Regions from separate parts of the Mus musculus genome. Here region 2 is linked to region 1. A link is a contact called in public promoter capture Hi-C data. All regions are on one chromosome and are shown on one strand. The core of a region is the stretch at or near the end of the contact, and the rest is flanking DNA. Distances in the headings are between cores, read along the strand shown.

Evidence for each region. Promoter capture Hi-C pulls out the DNA fragments that hold promoters and counts their contacts.
Region 2: a promoter capture Hi-C map of pre-B cells shows a contact between it and region 1. The contact joins the promoter of Hyls1 here to the promoter of 1700023A20Rik in region 1. A contact is called at or near these places in 1 of 39 promoter capture datasets (pre-B cells), 1 of 484 Hi-C or Micro-C datasets (CD4 T cells) and 1 of 9 other capture datasets (liver).

What each region holds. Positions count from the first base shown.
Region 1 is chr9:31,384,393-31,387,745 of GRCm38.p6, reverse strand. It overlaps 1700023A20Rik (RIKEN cDNA 1700023A20 gene), which reads left to right and starts at 1,698. Exons shown (of 1, transcript NR_165167.1): 1 at 1,698-2,743. Nfrkb (nuclear factor related to kappa B binding protein) reads right to left here and starts at 1,554. Exons shown (of 26, transcript NM_172766.3): 1 at 1,476-1,554.
Region 2 is chr9:35,568,438-35,571,790 of GRCm38.p6, reverse strand. Hyls1 (HYLS1, centriolar and ciliogenesis associated) reads left to right here and starts at 1,722. Exons shown (of 4, transcript NM_029762.1): 1 at 1,722-1,914; 2 at 3,286-3,336.

The sequences.
Region 1 (3,353 bases), core at 449-2,948:
TTCAGATCCATGTAAGTTAATGCAAGCATTTCCCAAAGCTGGAATCAGTATGAAGCTGAGGCCACGGTTCTGAACAGTGCTAAGGCACAGTGAACTGGAACTCACCGCTGTACCTCAGTGGTTCCCAGCCTTCCCAATGCTACGGCCTTCGAGTTGTGGTGACCCACCTCCCAACCATGAAACCGCTTCTGTTGCTACTTCATAGCTGCAATTTTGCTGTTACGACTTGTAATGTAAATATCTGTGTTCTTCAATGGTCTTAGATGATCAGTCTGAAAAGGTCACTCAACCCCCACTCCAAAAGGGTCATGACCCAGCTGCTCTACATGTACTGGACTCTTATCACTATTACTGACAAACAGACCAACAAGCCCACAAAAGTGGGAAGAGCAACCAGATTCTACCCTGGGGCCGTCACTATCTGTGACATCTTACCTCACCAGGTGTCAGGCTCCTTACCTGTAGTTAAGGAGGAGTTGGACCAGGCCCTTCCTACCTTTCTTTTCTCTTAGGATCTTAAAGGGAATCTCCAGCTAAGTGAGCTTACATTAACAGTGAAGATCCTTCCCACTTCCCAAGTTCTCAAATGATAATGGGTAAGTCTGTAATATACCTAGAATGGAAGCTCTTTTCTGCAAAATGATTTCACGTTCTGACAGTATTTCAGATCAAGGAAAGATACGGCGAGTGTTACATGGACACAGCTGTGTGGTCCCCAGGTAACTGTGCGCGCTCATCGTCAGCACACAGAGAATTGAGGACATCCTGCACGCATGTAGCGCCTAAATAACTGAGTGAAAGTGAGAAAGGAGCAAGACACCTGCACGTAACAAAACTTAAAAAAAAGAAAGAAAAAAAGAAAGGAAGGAAGGCCGGCAGGCAGACCGACAGACAGAGGCAACCTGATGCTTAGAATAAACTCCTCTTAGCGTAAGTGGCATAGACAGCGTGCAAAGCCAGTTACCTCATCTGACAGGTGCACAATGTACACAACTCACTCAGAAGCTGCTTCCAATACCGGCGGTTGATTAAGCTACACATAATTATCTAGCGACAACCGCTGCCTTGCCACTTATTCTGCACAAGAACTCAAAATACAAAAACAGGGGCGCTGCTAGCGAGCCGGAACCCCGGAAGCTGCCGATTTCTAAGTGTTGGGGGTGTCCCGGGCTGCTTCGCTAGACCAGGAAGGCCTCTTCTCTGCACCTGGGCTAGCCCACCCTCTAGACCCTCGCGAGCAACCAGCAAGCAAGGACCTCGGACCGCAGCCCCACGTCGCCAGCCCCACCTGCGCGCAGCGCGCCGCGGCCCGCCCCTCCCCCACACGTCCTCCCCCTAACCCTCGCCCACCCGGCAGCCGCACGCCACGCGTGGGGCCCGCCGCGTGCCCACGGCAACGCCCCGCTTCTCCCTTTCTCCCCGCTTCTCCCCTTCCCCCGGCACCCACCAAACCCGACGCCTGGGCCCGCCCTCACCTCAGCAGAGTCCGCGGGTCTCACCCGGGGTTCGTCGGGCCGTGGGCTCCGAAACGCGCTCGCTCCCGCAAGGCGTCTGGGTACGCGCACGTTCCGGGCTCCGGCAGCGGAAGGGGCGGGACCTGTGGGGCGAAACCTAACGGCGGGGCGGAGCGTATTGGGCAGGACGGGCAGGGGCGGAGCCTGTGGCAGCACCTGAACCGCCCCGACGCGTCTGGTGCCACAAGCTACGTCGGTGCGGAGAAGGCACGATCCATTCTGTGCGGGGTTCTCCTGGCTCAGGAGCTTTGGAGGATAGAGCGATGTCGCCTTTTGTCAGCTGCGAAGCAAGAGCACAGTCTGACAGGCACCGTGCTAACCACCACTTCTTGTGTGACAAAATTTTTCCAGGGGATACTCAACACGACAAATCAAAATACCGAGACCACCCAAGTCCAACTTGGTGAACTACTATTGGGATTACTTGCAGGCATATGGGTGAGGGTTTACTTAACAAGAGCAGAAATGACTTAGCTGAAAAACCAAGGCTCACCCCAGCATGAGTGACAACTCACAAAAGCTGGGAACCTGAAACACTGCACAGCCTACAAGCAGCTCAACAGGTTGCAATGAGTCCTTTCCAGGTGCCTCAGTTGGTCTACACCTTTCCAGGCAGCTCAGCTGGTTTCTGCTGCCTCCAGGTAGCTGGTCTGGCCTCAGAGTCGACTTTGTAGCTTTTTCCCCAACTCAGAATCCTCAGTTTAGCGTCCTTCCATCTGAGAAGGTCTCTCAGCTTTTATCGTTTATTCTGGCAGAGAGGAGCCTAAAGAATCTGATCCGTTTCGGGGACTTCCTGAAGCTATTTTGAGTTGCTTAAAGAGCTTTTCTTGAGTTGTTTAAAGAGCTTCCCTGCAGAAGAAAACTGTTAGACACCACCACTCTGTCGGGAAGGCTTTGCTGAGGCCACCAGACAGTGGAGGACCTCTTGCAGTCTTGAAGGTTGGGAAATATAACACAGACTCTAACCCATGTCTCCAAGTCCGCACAACTTGCAGAAAGTGAAAACATCGACAACTTACTCTTATGATTCATCATTACGCCTTCTTTCTCTAAGACCGTCTTATTTAGAATGTCTTCTCAAGTATTCTACAGTTCACCCTCTGGTCCTGCGTGGGTTAGCCACTGTTCCTTCGGTTTAATAAACATGTCAGGGGAGCAGGGCATGCCAGGCATGTCCTTCTCTCAGTGGAAAATAGTGCTTTCCAAATAAAGCCAAATCTTTGCACCCATGCGCACGCGCACACACACCCACTGACTCTATAAGCGTCCTTGGATCAGCGGGGCATGGTGGCGCAAGCCTTTAATCCCAGCACTCGGAAGGTAGGCAGAGGCAGAGAGGCAGAGAGGCAGAGAGGCAGAGAGGCAGAGAGGCAGAGAGGCAGAGAGGCAGAGAGGCAGAGAGGCAGAGAGGCAGAGAGGCAGAGAGGCAGAGAGGCAGAGGCAGGTGGATTTCTGAGTTCAAGGCCAGTCTGGTCTACAAAGTGAGTTCCAGGACAGCCTGGGCTATACAGATAAACCCTGTCTCGAAGAAAACAAAAAACAAACAAAAAAGATGTCCTTGGATCCTGTTGGAATTAGAAACCACCAATTAGAAATGGCAGTGCAGCGTCACTCTGGGTGACCAGACAGGAGAGCATTAAAACATTACAAACTGCCATTTTCATTAGCCCTTGTTCTTAGAGCAGTTTTAGGGTCATACAAAATTTAACAAAGCATAGGTTTACCTCAACCCCCGCCCCCCCCACACACACACATACTCTTCACCCACAAGTGATACATATTTCTTTTTTTTTTTAAGATTTATTTATTTATTATATGTAAGTACACTGTAGTTGTCTT
Region 2 (3,353 bases), core at 473-2,972, 4.2 Mb before region 1:
TAAAATATGTGTTCTGGTCATAGACACAAAATATATCTGTCTTTCCCCTTCTTAATATCCTGGCCATTACCATCCTAGCCTACGTACCACAACCTATGCCTCGAATATGCAATTATGTCTCATTCAGATTTTACATAAAATTGTGCATTCCTCTAATCCATTATTCTCAAGGAAAGAAAATAATTTCAAGAATAAACCTGAGTATTTCATAGCATGCCCCAATTCTGCTTCAGATACCCAGTTCCATAGTTCTTTGGCTAAAGTCAGATTTGCTCCCATTGGCCTACATGACCTACCTCTTAAGCTCATCTCTACTGCCTACCTTTGTTCTGTTTCTCAAATCTGAGTCTGCCATCTGCCTACATCAAGGCCAGCCTGGGCTACATGGCAAGCTCCTAACTTTGAGGTATAGAAATGAAGCTGAATGTCCAAAAGTAGGTAAGAAAATGAATCATCTAACCTTGCTTAAGACACATTAGCTGGAGGTTCCATGCTAAAGGAAATTCCATACAAGCATTACATGAAAGCAGGATATTTGTCCTAAGAATGTGTGTAATAAAGTAGTGTCACATTGTCCATCAAGGGGTAGTCATTCAGTTTTCATAAATTCTTAACTGCCTCAGAGGTAGAGCAAGGGCCCTGATTAAAAAGCTAAGTAGGCAAGTGATAAGAGGCAGAGGCAGGTGGATTTCTGAGTTTGAGGCCAGCCTGGTCTACAAAGTAAATTCCAGGACAGCCAGGGATATACAGAGAAACCCTGTCTCAAAAAGCAAAAAAAAAAAAAAAAAACCTCAACAAAAAAAGAATTGTTTGGAAGATTTAAGCATTCTAGCATTTGAGGGGTGGGGGTACGTATGAGTGCTCTGTCTGATGAACACCCGCTCCCAGAAGAGAGCATAAGATCCCTTTATGAGCCAACCATGTGCAACTATGTGATTACTAGGAATTGAACTCAGGACCTATGGAAGAGCAACCCGTGCTCTTAACCCCAGAGCTATCTTAACAACCCAGCTTTCTATATATTAAGAAATAAACACCTATTTGTATTTGATGTAGAAAGTTAAAGTACGGGGGATGGGGGCCTCTTTTCCGATCTTACCCTCAGTAGTCCCCAAAGCACTAGGGTCCCTTTTTTTTTCTTTGTAAGTACACAAATCATTGTAAACGTCAGACATACATGTAATATTTTTATTATACTATTTTGTTAACAGTACGCTAGAAAAGGAGGGCAATAATAGTGCGTTCTGGAAGAGTGCATACCGTGCCGCGGGGACCGCTGCAGCTGGAATTGGTCGGGCGGTCCTATCGCGGGTTGCAGTGGAGACCGACTCACGAGCCGGGCCAGCCACGCCCCAGAACCCTCCCCTCCGCTACCCTCCGACGCCGCCGGCCACAGCCAAGAGCGGCTGCGGCACGGAGCAGGGCCAGCCCGTTGCCTAACCGCCAGACTAACACCCACACGACCAAGAAACAGATTCCGCGCCACGGTCCGGCGGGTTCCCACTTCAGCTCCACGCCCCAAACCCCGCTTCCGGGCCCGAGGTTGGGGAGGGCTTAGAGAAAATGTGCACCAATCGTTATGTAGACGTGGAGAACGTCTGGCCTCTGGACCAACGAGAGAGATGGTGGGCGGAGCCAAAGGCGTGGGCTCTCTTCGGGATTTAAACTTGAACAGCGGACCGTTAACGACTACGCTGAACGTGGAGGTGTCGTGCGCCTGCGCGAGTGGGAAACAGCGTTCCGGGGTGAGCCGCGACTGCTAGACCCTGGGCAGCGGCGGCCGAGGCTGGTGAGGATCACGGAGCCGGAGCGGTGGACCTTTCCTGGGACAGGGTGCAGCGGAGCCCACGCTCTTTCCCTCGGCCGCTGCGCGTGGATTCGCGTTTTCTTCCCTGCCAGGTTCTGGCGTTCAAGGTAAATCTCGGCAGCGTTGCTCGGGACGTCTTTAACTCGCAGCCCGAGCACAGGCCGCCCAAGCCCCTGCAGGTCACAATGTAATGTACACCTTGCCTGCGCCACTTTTGCCCGGTGGGCAAGCGAGTGGACAGAGCCCTCCCTGCCAGCATGGAAACGGGGACGGGTCCCTGGGGAAGTCGAGCTCACGGCACGCCCGTGGCCAGATGGTGCGACTGGTGGTGTTATTGTTGGAAGAGCAGGGAAGTAGCCTCAGGTTTGGGTTACACCTTCCGTGGATTCAAGTGTACAGCCGGCTTGCTTAGGATTTAGGATAGCAAGTAAAACTGAAGGAACCCCTCTGGGTGATCTTACCCCAGAAAGAGTGAGAAAACCCGTATAAAAACTATACAATACAAACAAAAATATCACTGTGCCCTTTCTTTCAAGTTGGCTAGGTTTTTTCAGTGTGCAGTGCTGATGAAAGTGAAAATAGAGGCACTCTAACGCGTGTGTTGAGGTAATAATCAGTTTTTCTAGAGAGCAGTTTGTCATTCAATTTAGAAGTTAAATTGCACCATAATTTCAGTTATAGCCAAATACAGGAATTTAAAGGGTTAAAAATCCCACCCCACCCCCCAGCCCTGAATCTTTTTACTGTAACTAGGTAATCCTGGAGCATTAAACTGTTTGAGGGTTTTTTGTTTTTAAGGGAAAGGTAATTTTAGTCACTATTACCCATATTTATCCTCGATATATAAGATGGCTTAGCTTGTGAGATCGTTGTAAGCAAAGGAACTGAGTATAACCTATAAACATGAGAAGTTGCATTTCACTTGTAAGCATCTACATATTTGAGGTGTAAAAATGAAGGGGACATAATTTGAACACAAAGGAACAGGACTTTATCACTGTAAGGATGCCATTAAAAATCATCTTGGCTTTAGTCTAAAATCACCCCAGGCCAACTCCAGAAGAGATATATACATGTCTCAATTAAACTTCAAAACCTTTTGAAGTAATTCCACTTTTTAAGTGAAGTAAGCTTTATTCCCTACTTTACATTTTTCTAACATTCAGTCCTACTTTGGAGTTTGTATAAATATTCTCTCTCTGAAGTAATTTTGTAAAAATACCTTTAGGAGCTTCTCATTGACTGCTTCTGTGATGACAACCAAGAAGCTAACTGAACCCATTTTCTTTTATATTCATCCCCAGACAACCTCTTAAGAGGATTTGCCTCAGCCTTGAACTCTTGCTTCTATAGACTCCAGAGTGTAACTAACACCCTTCAGTTAGGGCTCCCCCACCCCACTCCTGCCCCAATGTACTGTGCTTTAGAAATGACTTTTTAAATAAGAATGTTTCTTAAAGTCAGTTTTTCTTTTCTAGGTTTCCTTTTTGTTAACTCAAATACAGCCAGTCAAGGAAAAACAAAATAAGGTAAGAAACTGCTCTGA